Linked DNA regions of Oryctolagus cuniculus: region 2 is linked to region 1. A link is a contact called in public Micro-C data. All regions are on one chromosome and are shown on one strand. The core of a region is the stretch at or near the end of the contact, and the rest is flanking DNA. Distances in the headings are between cores, read along the strand shown.

Region 1 (6,827 bases), core at 1,928-4,427:
AAGTCCCGGCTCTGCTCCCATTTCCAGCTTCCTGCTCATACGCACCCTGGGAGGCAGTGGGTGGAGGCTCAAGTGTTTGGGTCCCCGCCACCCACATGGGAAACCTGGGTTCACTTCCTGGCTCCCGGCTTTGGCCAGGCCCAGTCCTGGCTGTTGTGGGCATTTGGGGAGTGAACCAGTGGATGGTCTGTCTCTCTGCCTTTTAAATAAAATAAGCGAATAAATGGTTTGACTTTATTGATGTGCTACTTACATAAAATAAGGTGTACCTGTGTTAAGTGTAGAGGTCAGGCGTTTTGACAACTGTCTACACCTACGCAGCACCATGGTCAAGGTAGGAGGCACTGAGTCGGGGGGCACCCTAGGGCTGAGGCCGAGGCTGTGGGGTGGGGCAGCGAGCACCCCCCCCACCACCAGTCAGGGGCAGAGCCGGCCTTTGTATCCCTGCCAGGACCCTGCACCCAGTGCCTCCTTCTCCGCCCTCCCGCCTGCTGTCCCCGCCCCTTTGCAGCTGTGTGCACACCTTCTCCAGGCCCGGCTGCTCCAAGTGCGGCCTGCAGCTGGCAGCCTTGGCGTCCCCGGGGGAGCAGAGTCCCAGGCCATCCCCGCCATCATGGCGGCGGCACTGCCATCTGAAGTCCTGCCCCGCCCTGGACAGCGGTGGCCACGGTCGCTTCCGCCCAGTGCTGAGGCTGCCCTGGACCTGCCCGGCCGGTGCCTGACTCACCCCTGCCCCGGCCAGGAACTCACCCCTGCCCCGGCCAGGAAATGCACGGGCTCCCAGTGGGCACCCAGCCCTCTTCCCACGGTCTGGAACTTGTCACAGAGGGACTTTGGGCAATGCTGGCCCCTCTGGTCTCAGTTTCCCTTCTTTGTAAATTCTGGCAGTTGTGGGCCACACAACTCCTGGGGGGCGGCACCGGTGGTGGGAGGGCCTAGGACTGGGAACCAGAGGTTTGGAGTGAAGGCTGTTGGGATGGGTGATGAGGGAGGCGGGCCGGCTGCCCCTTGGTGTGCGGGGGTCTGCATAGTGGTGGAGGGAAGGGGTGGGATTGGCCAGCAGCGGGTGGGGGTGCAGGGGCCTGGGTCTGGCCTTGGTCCTCACCGGCTGCAGGCTGGTCCTGCCCTGCACCTCTCTTTGCCTTCGTATGAAGGGTCCAGCCTTCCTCGGGCCCTGCCCCTGGTTTGTTCGGCCTGCTCGGGGCTTCCTCTGGAATTCAGGGGGCTTCCTGTGTGAACTGTGAGCTCCAGCGTCGCAGGCAGAACTGGAGGCCTGTCCTCCCCGGAGCCCATGTTGGCCGGGTGGGGCCCGCACCACCTGCCGCTCCGGGGGTCCAGCTCTGCAGGGCTGCAGTGGGTCCTCCCGGGCCCCGCCCCGCGGCAGCTGGCACGGGCAGGCTGCTGGCTGGGTTTTTGCCAGTGAGGCTTGGGCGAGCAGGTCTGGATCCGACTGACGCTAGCTCACCTGTTTACCCAAAGCAGAGGGCTGGGTGTCGGCATCTCCTGGAGGCGTCTGCAGCCCTGCTCAGCACCCAGAGGGGGCCCTCCTCCTCCCCCAGGACCTCTGTTCCCAGAGTCGCAATCTGGCCAGGACACCACCACTCAAGCCTCAGCTCCCCACGCCCCCTCCGCGGCCTTCTTGCACTGTCAGCGTGACCCTGTTGGCTGTGTGCTTCTTGTATGGTGCAATGGACAGGGCCTCTGTCCGCCTCCAGCACCAGCCAGGTACCCAGCTGGGGCTCCGTAAGTGATCTGTGGGGGCCGGCACTGTGGCTCAGTGGGCAGAGCCGCTGCTGTGACACCGGCATCCCATGTGGGTGCTGGTTCGAGTCCTGTCTGCTCCACTTCTGATCCAGCTCCTTGCCAGTGCACTGGGAAAGCAGCTGAACATGGCCCAAGAGCTTGGGCCCCTGCACCCTGGTGGGAGACCTGGAAGAAGCTGCTGGCTCCTGGCTTCAGCCTGGCCCAGTCCTGGCTGTTGCAACCATTTGGAGAGTGAACCAACAGATGGAAGCTCTCTCTCTCTCGGTGTCTCTCTCTTTGTAACTCTGCCTTTCAAATAAATAAATCTTAAAAAGAAGAAGAAAAGGGAAGTAACTTTGAAATGACCAAAGTTCTTAAAGCAAACAGACGGATCTGTGGAGGGGAGGTGGGTGTTTGTCCCTGGGCTGAGGCTGTGCGGGGACCTGGGCACAGGTCACCAGGGCTCGTGGGCTGTCGCTAGGCCATTGCTGCCAAATGCAGAAGAGGCAGCCCCTGCCCTGGGGGCCAGAGGCGCGCGGCGTCCCCTCCCCTGCACCAGACTGCCCGGCACTGACCGCAGTCCTGGGCCCAGTGCTCAGGAGGCATTGGCTCTGGCTGTCGGCGGGGATGTGTGGAGCCCTCACAGCCGGGGACTCCTGGGCCCCAGGATTCCCTGCTGGGAGCCTGACCCGGCCACGGGCCGTCAGCAGGAGCCTGCTCGGCTGTGACAGGCAGAGCCCAGCACAGGAGGGAGGCGGCGCTTAACAGACAGGGAAACTGAGGCCCAGAGGCCCGGGCGCAGCCGTGGTGCCCTGAGCCAGGCTGGGGTGTGGTCAGTCCTGCGGGTGAGGGCGTCACAGCAGTGGTTCCTATTGCGACCTCAGACCCGGGCGCCCCCTGAGCACAACCTGCCCTGCCCCCAGCCCCCTCCACCTGGCCTGGCCTGGTTTCCCTGAGCCAGCACAGGCCGGGCTCCAGCAAGTCTGAATCAGCCCGGGGAGCTGCGGATCCCAGCCCGTCAGCCCGACCTCCCTGCCCTGGGGCCCCGGGAGCGGGAAGTGACTGCTCCACACCCCAGGTCCTCCCGCCTGCCCTCCCCACCCACGCATTCAGCCCGGGGCCCAAACAGGGCCGGGAGCCAGGCCCTTCACCCCTCCCTGGTAACAGAGGAACAACACTGGAGACTGTCTGTCCTGCCAACGCCGCACCCCAGCCTGGGCCCCCAGCCTGGGCCTGCTGAGGAGGGAAGCAGCAGGGCCCCCAGAGCTGGAGACACTTGCCAGCCCTGCCCCCCAGCCTCCAGGCTTCGTGGGCAGGGCTATTGCCTGGCCCCCCGCCCCCAGCCCCCAGGCCCCAGCCCTGGCCTTGGCTCCCACTGGCCCTCAGCACCCAGCCCCCAGCCCTGGCCTTGGCTCCCACTGCCCCCTAGCACCCAGCCCCCAGCCCCAGCCCTGGCCTCGGTTCCCACTGGCCCTCAGCACCCAGGCCCCAGGCCCCAGCCCTGGCCTTGGCTCCCACTGGCCCCCAGCACCCAGGCCCCAGGCCCCAGCCCTGGCCTCGGCTCCCACTGGCCCCCAGCCCCCAGGCCCCAGGCCCCAGCCCTGGCCTTGGCTCCCACTGCCCCCCAGCACCCAGCCCCCAGGCCCCAGCCCTGGCCTCGGCTCCCACTGCCCCCCAGCACCCAGGCACTAGCCCCAGCCTCAGCTCCCAGCACCTTGCACCCTCAGGCTTGGGAGCAAGAGAGAGGGGCAGAGCACAAGCGAGCGGAGGGGCACGGGAGAGGTTCAAGGTGGGGGGCGGGGCAGGGAGGCTGCAGGCCCTGTCCTTACAGGTAGGGGACAGGTGGGAGACTTGGTTGCAACACCCCCCCCCCAGGGCTTGGTCCCCTGAGCCCTGTGAGGCCACTCAGCGCCATGTTTGGGGGCTGGCTGGGTGGCCAGGGAGGGGCGTGATCAGGGCAGGGGCTGGGAGGGCAACCACAGGTGTCCTGGCCCTCTGTGGCCAGGACTTGGGACCATGGGAGATGGAGAAGGGCAGCGGGGTCTCCTCTCCTGGGAGCCCCCTGTGTGGGGGACAAATATGGTGCAGTCTCCAGGGAGCACCTAGTCCGGGGGGAGCCCCAGCCCCAGCCAAGGGATCGGGATGTCCCTTAGGTGACAGAAGCTGGCCAGGTGGAGCAGGGGCTGCCAAGGCCTCACGGGGCCTGGCCAATGCGTCTGTTTCCCGGGGAGAGGCAGCTGGAGGCTGGGGGTCTCCCTGCTCCCTACCCACACGGCTGCCGCCTCTTTCTGGAGCTGGCGGCCCCCCAGGCCCCAGGCCAGATTGGAGTTGCGAGTGATTGGCCGATTTCTCCCTGGCCTCTGCCCTGCCAGCCACGCCACCCCTGCCTCCTCATACAGACAGGAGTGTCTGGGCCTTGGTGAGTCCCCTGCCCGGGTCCCAAGGGGCAGATTGCTGAGTTCCAGCACCCAGCGCCTGGATGACCTGGAGGAATGTGCTGGGGTGCGCTCCGAGGCCCACAAGGGCAAATCCCACTGCGTCCCTGCTGTCCCCAAGCTGCCCCCGCCCTCAGCCCTCTCCCAGCCCAGATCCCAGGTTCAGCCCCAGGTGGGCCGATGGGCAGGGCGGAGTGGGAGCGCCTGGCTCCTGCTGAGGCTGCTGCTGGCCCACCCAGGCTGAGTCAGAGCTTTCCCAGGGCCAGCCCAGGCGGCGTCCACATTCCTCTCCAGCGGGGTGTGCCTGGGCTTGGCCCAGCCAGGTGTGCTGCGCCCCGCCCAGGCCCCTGCCCGAGCCAGCTCAGCCCTTGGCCTTGGAAGGCAGCGACTGGCAGCTGCCTGAGACCGGCTGTGGGAACTGCTGCCCTTGCATGTTCCTGAAAGGAGGGGGGGAAGCCTGCTGGAGCCCCAGGTCCCTCGGCGGTCCCTAGGGCTCGGGGTGCCCGCTCCTCGGCCCCTACTCACACCCCTTTTCTGCTTCTGCGGTTGGTTAGCGGGAGGCTGAGGCCTGATGGTCTGTGGTCGTGGCCTTGGCCTTGTTTGTGGCTCAGTCATTGCTGGGGGCAGAAGGCAGGGCACTCTGGGAGCGGGGTGGTGAGGCCCCCGCAGAGGCTGGCCGTCCCCAGTCCCCAGGGAGGTCTCTGTCCTAACTGGGTGCCAGGTGGGACCCTGTGTCCGTAGGGGAGGGGGGACTTGATCCAACATCTGCCACCTGGGCCTGCTTCTCCCACACAGGCTGGGCTGCTGGCACTGCTCTGTAGGGGTGGGGAGGGGGTCAGGGTCAGTCCTGCCCGCTTCCTTGCTGTGAGATTCCTCCCACAACTGCAACCGCCTGTGTCCTCTGCCTCAGTATCCTCTCCTCTCACATGTTCCCCAAGGCCCTGGGTTGTTGGTGGATGGAGTGGGATCTTGGGACTGGGGAAGAGTTTGGGGGCCTGCTGGGCTCCACGGGACCGCCCCCCCCAGGGGGGGGCTCTGCCCGCCCGGCTCTGTAGCTTCCCCTTCTCAGGCCAGGCCAGGTTTCTGGCTGGGGGAGGGGACAGGCCTGAAGCTCTGGGATCTGGGGGCCCCGCCGCTGTTTGAGTCCTTGCTGCAGGGCCACTGCTGGCATCTCAGCCCCCCCCGGGCCTGGCCACGGGGGCCCCCTGGGTCCTGAGGCCTCAGTAGTTTTGAGCCCCGGTTCCTCTGCCTCAGCTACAGCCGATGCCAGGGTTGGGGGGAGGCTGCAGACGGCACTGCCCAGGCCGTGGAGTGAGCAAAGGGGCCCTGGCCCTGGGTGGGTGTGGGAACCCCTCTGCATGGGGGGTGGGGTTGGAAGAGTGAGGGCAGAGCTGGGCGGGGTGAGCAGGAGGTGGGCACAGGCCCTGCTGTGAGGGCCACAGAGCTGCTGGTGGCAGCAGCGGTGGGCAGAGCCGCCTTGGATGTCCCAGGCTGGGCCAGGGACCCCTCTGCTCCTCCCTCCGCTGCGCCCTCCCAGCCCCCGCCTGGCTGATTCTGGGCTGCATTCCGGGCAGAGGCTGTTCTGGGGGTCTCTGGGCACCCCAGCCCCCTGCCCAAGCGCGCAGTCTTCACTGCGGGAGGTGGAGCCTTGGCCTCGGAAAGCTGTGCTGTGGCTCTGTGTGTGCGTGTGTGTGTGCGTGTGTGCATGCGTGTGTGTGTGCATGCGTGTGTGTGAGCATGTGTCTGCTCAGTGCGTACCCTGGACTGCATGTGTGTTGGTGGGGGCAGGCGACTCCTCGCATATGTAGGTCAGGGCCCTGCAGTCGGATTCTGAAGCCTGAAGGATTCTGGGAACTGGCCCTGAGCGCTGGGCCCAGGGCAGCCTGGGAAATCTAGAACAGGTGAGAACAGGCGGGAGGGGTGTGCCCAGCAGGAATGTGTGGACTCCACCCCGCCTCAGCCAGGACTGGGCCCCAGCCAGGGAGCCAGGCCCCCGTGCCGTCCTCCTGCTGTCCCAGCTCTGCTCTGCCTGTCCCCTGCTCCCTCCTGAGGGGCACTCCCCCCACCTTGCTGGCTGTGCTGCCATGTTTGGGGACACTGGCTACTTTCCTGAAGCTCCCTGGCTTCCTGGGCTGTGTGTTTCTGGCACTCTGCACTGACGGAGCCTTCCTCAGGGCCAGGGCTTTCGCTCCTGCGTGTCAGGACCACGCCGGGCCTGCGAGGGACAAGGGTCCCCTGAGCCAGTACTTGGGACCTCCAGGGGAGCTCTGCTCCAGGGGTGGGTGCTGGGGGCAGCCTGCCAGCCCTGGGAGTCTCTGCAGAGCGGCCCTGCCCTCCTGCCCTGCACACCGTGGCTTCAAGAGCGAGCCCATGCTCCTCAGGGCAGCCTGCCAGGCCCCTGCCACATCCCCCCAGCAGCTCTCCTGTCGGCCACTCTTCCCTGAGGGCGTGGGCCCCCGTGTGCCCCTGGCTTTGGCCTGGGCCGGTCACCATGCCTGGAAGGCCAGGGTCTACTGCGGCCTGGCTGTCCCAGGCCTGCTCAGACGCCCTCGCCAGCTGCTGCGTCTGGGGTGCACCAGGGACCCTGTGGGCGCTCCCACAGCCCAGGCTGCCTAGGCCCCAGGGGCTCGTGGGAAGACCCGTGAGGCC
Region 2 (6,902 bases), core at 4,373-6,872, 660 kb after region 1:
TTTCCACTCATTCCAGCATCTACAAACAGAAACATCAGAACTGAAGACATCTTTTACAACTCCCAGAAAATCAAAAGTCATTCTAAATGCATGAAATATTAAAAAGCCTAAATAAGGTATACACTCTTAAGCTAGAACAAATGTATTAAAAAGTCAATAATTGCAAGAAAAAAATTAAGATTGAGGTGGATACTAAAGACCAAGTTTATTTTCTTAACAGATGAACTTAAATTATTTGATGCAAACTATACTTAGCTTAGAAACTTTTAAAAGTTTACTTGGCATGAAATAACATGTCATACTATTTCTTTGAGAAAAGAACACCAATTCCAAATACCATTTATGATCATTAAGCAATATTGTTCCCCAATTACACACATATCTATGTAATCTTGTACAAGTGAAAATGAACACTAAATGTTGCATGACTTTCTGAGTCCACCACAGATACCCCATAGGTGGCCCCAGTGTGCCTGCATCACGGGGACTCATGTCTGTCCGTAGTCCCTCCCATATTTTCTCTGAGTGTGGCCATGTGACTTAATTTGACCAATGCATCTTCAGTCATCAGGACACAAGCAAAAGCTTCATAAACACATGTACACTGGGGTTTATTGTCTTCCCAAGACCACCATATTGTGAGGGAGTCTAAGCTGGCCTCACAGAGTGGCCATACAAGAGGAAACTGAGCAGCCCAGGCAACAGCTGCAACCAAGACTTCAGAAGTCTGGCTCAGATGAGGCCATCCCAGCTGGCTGCCAGCCACTCAAGCCGATCCCTGCAGCCCCATAAGACAGGAACATAAGACAGGAACAAGCCCTCCAGCCCCGATCCTGCATCTGAAATTCCGACTCCCAGGATTGTGAACAAAGGAAAAGATTGTTGTTTGAAAGCCAGTAAGTTTTGGGTAGCTCTTCGTGTATCAATAGGTAAGTGGAGTATTTTAAACAGGAGAGTCTATTTCTTGCTCAGTGCCAGCAGCTGACTTAAGACCAATGAGTCCAGCTGCAATCCACCGAACTTAGATGAGGGTATCAGTCATTTGCACACAGAAATACGCCTTTGCAGAAGTCCTGCTCCAACAACCACAGGGGAGGCATCAAACCAAGGTCTCCCCTCTTCAAAGACCACAGAGAGTGCAACCTCTCCCCATGTGTGTTCTGCGTTCTCCTCCCTGCCCCTCCCCGAGTGAGGACCACACAGTGGAGCCCCAAGCTGGACAGGACACCCAGGTCCACTCTTCTTATCTCTGAGTTTCCATTCCTTTTGACTCCGTCTCTGAGTTCCTCATTCCAGGGACATGAAAAGTTTTTCTATAAATATTGACACTTACAGGCATCACCCAGATCGAGAGTTTCACTGAAAGGTGATCTGTCTTCAGCCTAGAAAGGCCATGTTCTCCTTCTCCGAGAAGTGATAAGGCTGTCACTGATTAAGATGATCCTGACATCAGGGAGCTCCTGGTTATAATGTGTAATGTGTAAGTTATTAATATCCTTGAATATTATTCAGGCATTCTGAGTATGATTCCTCACAATGCTATCACATAAATGCTATATTCCCATTTGGTCTTTCATCACAAGAATTCTGCTGTTTCTGCATCCCCCAAAGTATTTTGTTGGTGACTGTTGTGTCATAACGATGCTGGCCTCTGACTCCACTACATAATTGAGTTCACCCCCACATGTGTGACTCATGCCCTATCTTGTTCACTGTATCACAACATCTGCATGTCACCATCTTTCTAAGAAGATCAGAGTTTTGGGAAATAGATTCACAGTGAGATGACGCAAAACTGAAAAGACAGTGCCTCTGACATGCTTGACGACCTAATCACCTAACCACAGTCAGGAACTTTACTTGAGGTGTGTGTGTGTGTACCCAGTGCATGAACTCTCCCAACCACCCAATCATCTGAACTTCTCTTTGAAACTGACTCCTAAAATTATGAGTCATCCAATTTTTCAAAAAGTCAGCTTATGCCATGTCAAGGGATGCATGCACCACACTTGGACATGTGACACACGTCCACACAGACAGAAGTTTTTAGAACGAAAGCTATCCTGGACTGAGCTTTCCACCCAGGACCTCACTTAACGCCTGCCATTGTCTTCATTTTGCAGTTGAGGACACCGGGTCCTCACCTGGGAACGCATTGACTTGCTGCGGTCACTTAGCTATAAAACAAGGGACCAGAATCTGTGTTGCACAAACCAAAAATGGCTCCTAAGCGACTGCATAGAACCTAAACCCAGGCTACACACTCTGGTGAACACTCGCTGGCAGTCTTGGGATGAGAAATCTGAATTTTCTATTTTGAAAACAGAGCCCATACTTGTCAGAGGCTTAGTGGTGTGACATCATTGACATGGCATGAAGGTAAAACACACGAGTCAGCACCAGACGCTCGGGTCCATGGAGGGACAGGCTTTTACGACCAGGAGCCACCTACCCATTACCCAAAGCTCGAAGCACTCAGTTCTGATTGCTCCTCTGGGGGTTCAGCAAGTTCCAGGCCCAGAAGACCTCATACGTTTGTCCAGCTAGACCTTGCACTCACTTCTCATTTCTGCCAAAATTGCCCCTCCCCATATTCGGGGAACATGCAAGGACAAGAATGAAGAATAGTAGTGACGATGGATGGGCGATGGGCAATGGTTACACCAGGTATCTTCTACGGCCACTAACTGGAAAGATTCTGTCCAGAGGCTCGTCACCAACACATATTGTGAAGACTGCCATTCGTCATCTCCAACGTGTAAGGATTCAGGAGTTTTTGGGTCACGACCTAGTCCTGTGTCCTCCTTATCAGTTTTTCTCAAATAATGGTGTGTACACTTATAACCCAGGATCTTATTAAAATGCAGATTATGGGCCGGCGCCGCGGCTCACTAGGCTAATCCTCCGCCTAGCGGCGCCGGCACACCGGGTTCTAGTCCCGGTCGGGGCGCCGGATTCTGTCCCGGTTGCCCCTCTTCCAGGCCAGCCCTCTGCTGTGGCCAGGGAGTGCAGTGGAGGATGGCCCAGGTGCTTGGGCCCTGCACCCCATGGGAGACCAGGAAAAGCACCTGGCTCCTGGCTCCTGCCATCGGATCAGCGCGGTGCGCCGGCCGCAGCGCGCCGGCCGCGGCGGCCATTGGAGGGTGAACCAACGGCAAAAGGAAGACCTTTCTCTCTGTCTCTCTCTCTCACTGTCCACTCTGCCTGTCAAAAAAAAAAAAAAATGCAGATTATGATCTAGAAGCTCTGGATTGGGGTCTAAGAGTCTGTATTTCTAGTAGGATCCCAGATGATACGGAGACCGCTGGTCCCTGGACCACACTTCAAGTAGCAAGATTATAGACGATTTGAATTCACCAATCACTTGGCCTGGCCCAGCACTGAATGTCATTTTTGTGAGTCAGTCTCAATAGACTCACCACAGACTGAGCTGGATGAGCAACACAGCAGGGAAGGCGACATCAGCAGAATCCCATCAGCAAAGTCTTGCTCAAAGCAAATTAATCCTACAAGAGTTTGATTAAGTTAGGCCTGGAAGGGAGGTGTTTTTTAGACTCTCACCAAGAAGAGAAGACAGAGTCTGGAAATTAAAGAGATCAATCATCTTGTCTCAAATTATCCCATTCTCACGCAATGAGAAGCTCACAACAAATCTGACCCTTTGGAGAGAATGAAAAAGACTTGTCCAAGATCAACCACTTGTGTTACCTAATACAGCACTACAAAGTACACCTCTCTCTACATATGAGTATTCATTTGTAAAGATCTTCTTAAACTCTCTTTAAGAACCATTTTTTTTAGTGCAGTGAACCAAACAACGGCTGAAGTTTTAAGAAGAAACAATAAATTTAACTGAAGCTGCATCCTAATCCACACTAAACTCAGCTGCACTGGTTGCTTTCACAGCTGTTACTGACGTCCTTATCCTTTGTTTCCAAGAAATTCATATCGCAATGAATGAAGTTAGAAAGAAGAACTGTGAAGATTAGTTATTTAACACCCACCTCATGCCTCTTATGGAGTTGTTCACTAACAGGAAGACAAAATAAAGGAGTTCTTGAAGTCAGAACTTCAGAGGAGGAAATTAAAATATACAAATCAGTCCCTCTGCCCAACTGTGATTCCTGTCACCCCTAATCACAGTCAGTAACCCTAATAATTACTGCCTTAGCTTGCACTGTGATAAGGAAGTGAACCCGAGCTGAGAAGCCGAAAGAAAACGCGTTCCTTCCATCAAGCTCTTGCCACCCTCTTCTGAAGTTTTCTTCCACACTCAACAAAAGCATCATAAAGTCATCCGTGACCCTACGCCCAGCTCCACCAGGTCAGCGCCTGTGACTGGCCTCACACCCTGCCCAGGTGGCCAGGCGTTACCACCGGGCCTTCCCCCAACAAGGCCCCAGCTTGCTTGCCCAGAGGGCGGCAGTCATTACCTGAATGGCAGGTTTAGACGCAAGCCGCCTTAATGTGGGGCTTCGCAAGCATCACGCCCGGGTTGTCATTAGTGTCCTCGGAAAACAACAATCAGCTGGCTGACCAAAAAAGGACATTAGTACAAGGGTTTGGGGAAGCCATGTAAGATGTAGTTCGTTCATTTTTTTTCAAACAAGGGAAGGGCTAACTTACAAAGAACACACAAGGATAACAGTCACCCAAAGGTGCCTAAGCTACCCTTGGCTCCAGGGCTGAGCTGGAGGAGGTGTCAGGGGCTGGCAGCCCTAGGGCAGGAGACAGCATCTCCAGTCACTCAGCCCATGCAGGAGGCTCAGCTGATGGCAAGAGAGACAGAGACAGAAATAGAGATCTCCCATCTGCTGCTTCTTTTCACAAATGCTGACAGCAGCCAGGGCTGGACCAGGCTAAAGTGAAGCTATGAACACAGCACAGGTCTCCCACAAGGGCGGCAGCGACCCAAATACTGGAGCAAGCATGCTGCCTGCCAGGAAGCTGAGATCATAAGCGAGTCAGGACTCATATCCAGGTACCCCAGTAGGGGATGCAGGTGTCCCAAGCAACGTCTGAACTGCTGTGCCACGCCCCCCCAAAGGGATCCCATTGTAGGAATACGGCTTCTTACATTATCTCACACAATCTCCTGTTCTTTGGTCTGCAACTCTAAGTGTCTAGAAGGTTTCGAAAGTGGTGGACACGGTGCCATCTGCCCCCACCTCAGGTGTGGTTGCACTAAAAGTCAACATGGTCCAAGAGACAAGTTGGCAGCACTCACGTCTTCTCCCTCCCACCCCTCCTACCCCACCTCTGAGCCACCTGAGGCCGCAGTGACCCAGACTGGGCTTTGTCTCGGACCACACTGGGGCTGCTTGAGAACAGGAGACATCCACAGTCAGTCCCTTAGCCCATCACACGGAGGAGGAAGCCAGCCCCCTATGACAAGCCTTGACCTGCTGACTATTTTTATGACAAGCAAAGGGTTAAAACCATATCCCCCAGAGAGGTCCCACTGCCTCTCCAGACAACTGGCCAAGGGGAGCTAGGAGCCTGCACCTGTGGGCAAGCCAGAGACCCACCCCAGGGTCCAGAGACCAGGAGGCTGGGTAGATAGTCCCACAAACAGCTAAGCAGGAGAAGCATAGTGGGTGGAGCCTATGGCTGGGTGGTCAAGACTTTGGTCCCCTTCCGCATCTTCCTGGTGACGAGCTGGAACCCAACCCCTCCCACTCTGCTCCAACAGAAGCGGGGGGGGAGGGGGTGCAGACCCAGCTCCAACAGTCCTTTGGAAAGAAAACTGTTTTAAGTTCTCTGCTCTCGTGAAGGAGCCACACGGTATCCAGAAGGGGCTCTCGTGTTCATCTGGGCCCTGTGGAAAGGGAGACAATGGGGGCGTCTTTGATACTCCCTTCCTGCCCACTGGCATCATTTTGGTGCCGCTGTCACCTCTGGTAAATGACCAAATCATCTCCTTATGAAGGGAACTCACCTCCCTTCCCTTGGTGACCTATTTCCTCTCCTCTGCAGGGAGCCCCAGCTAAATGCTTCTTTAAGGCGGGAACCTGCTGCTGTCAATGACACAGAGGCCTTGGGGGAGCTCCAGGTGAGGGGGAGGAGGATTGAGACTGCAGGCGCGAGGGTGTTGTCTCTGTGCCCCGCCCCCACTCACACTCAGAGCAAACAGAATCCACGCACAGAAAGACACAACACAAAGGTGGACTTGAGAAGGTCAGGCAGTGACAGGTCTACGAGGTGGCTCCCTTTGCAGGACAGCTTGTCAAGCACTTCTTTCCATACTGGCACTGACACCTTCAAAGGCATCCGGGTATCTTGTGTCTCTTTCAACAGACCAAAAGGCAGAAAGAAAAAATGTTCTTGGATCAATGCCTAAAAAAATCTTAAACCAGATTTTTCTGGGATATTTCAGACCAGTCAGTGCCTGTTATTTTAAACTGTGGCATTTTTCTTTTAAAATATGGATTAAATCCTGTGGTGAGTGAGAGGTTTCAAGTTCACCGTTCCGGCGGCACTGGTTTCTGAGTTGCTGTGCTATCAGCTCTAAAACTTCCAGGGCTTCCATCGCCCCCGCTGCTCCTCTGCTCCTGGGGCGCCGCCTCGGCAGCCTGCGGCACGGAGGACCAGGCACCAGGACAGGCGCTGGACCAGAGGGGCTCCCAGCTTGTTTCTTCTTAGCCAGAAGAGAGTTTGAGTTTACAGAGAACATACACTAACAGACAGCAAGTGCCCTGAATAGCAACAGGTGCCCACAGGCCAGGGGTTGGCCAATCACACGGCTGGCTCGCCCCCTGTCCACAGCTGCTTCTGTCAACAGCAGCCTTGAGGAGTCGCAATAGTGTCTCTCACACCCACAAACCCTGACTAGTTATCACCTGACCTTTACACAGAGAAAATTCTGGGGCAAACATGTCCCATGTCAGAGTCCCCTGGCCCAA

Evidence for each region. Hi-C and Micro-C count contacts between places; a contact is called where the count stands out from the background.
Region 2: a Micro-C map of ear pinna shows a contact between it and region 1, with 6 times the contacts expected there. The contact joins two enhancer-like sites. A contact is called at or near these places in 2 of 6 Hi-C or Micro-C datasets (ear pinna and an unstated tissue).

The regions. Positions count from the first base shown.
Region 1 is chr17:21,015,499-21,022,325 of mOryCun1.1, forward strand. No RefSeq gene overlaps it. Among named protein-coding and RNA genes, the nearest start is that of EIF1, 21 kb to the left of the region's middle. Within about 2 kb of position 3,178, at least 4 of the 8 cell types and tissues checked have an H3K27ac peak or open chromatin away from gene starts, as enhancers often do. A contact at or near this core is called in ear pinna, where this site is marked.
Region 2 is chr17:21,668,114-21,675,015 of mOryCun1.1, forward strand. It overlaps LOC127484399 (a long non-coding RNA gene), which reads right to left. Exons shown (of 5, transcript XR_007911329.2): 5 at 1-1,460. Among named protein-coding and RNA genes, the nearest start is that of KRT23, 18 kb to the left of the region's middle. Within about 2 kb of position 5,623, at least 1 of the 8 cell types and tissues checked has an H3K27ac peak or open chromatin away from gene starts, as enhancers often do. A contact at or near this core is called in ear pinna, where this site is marked.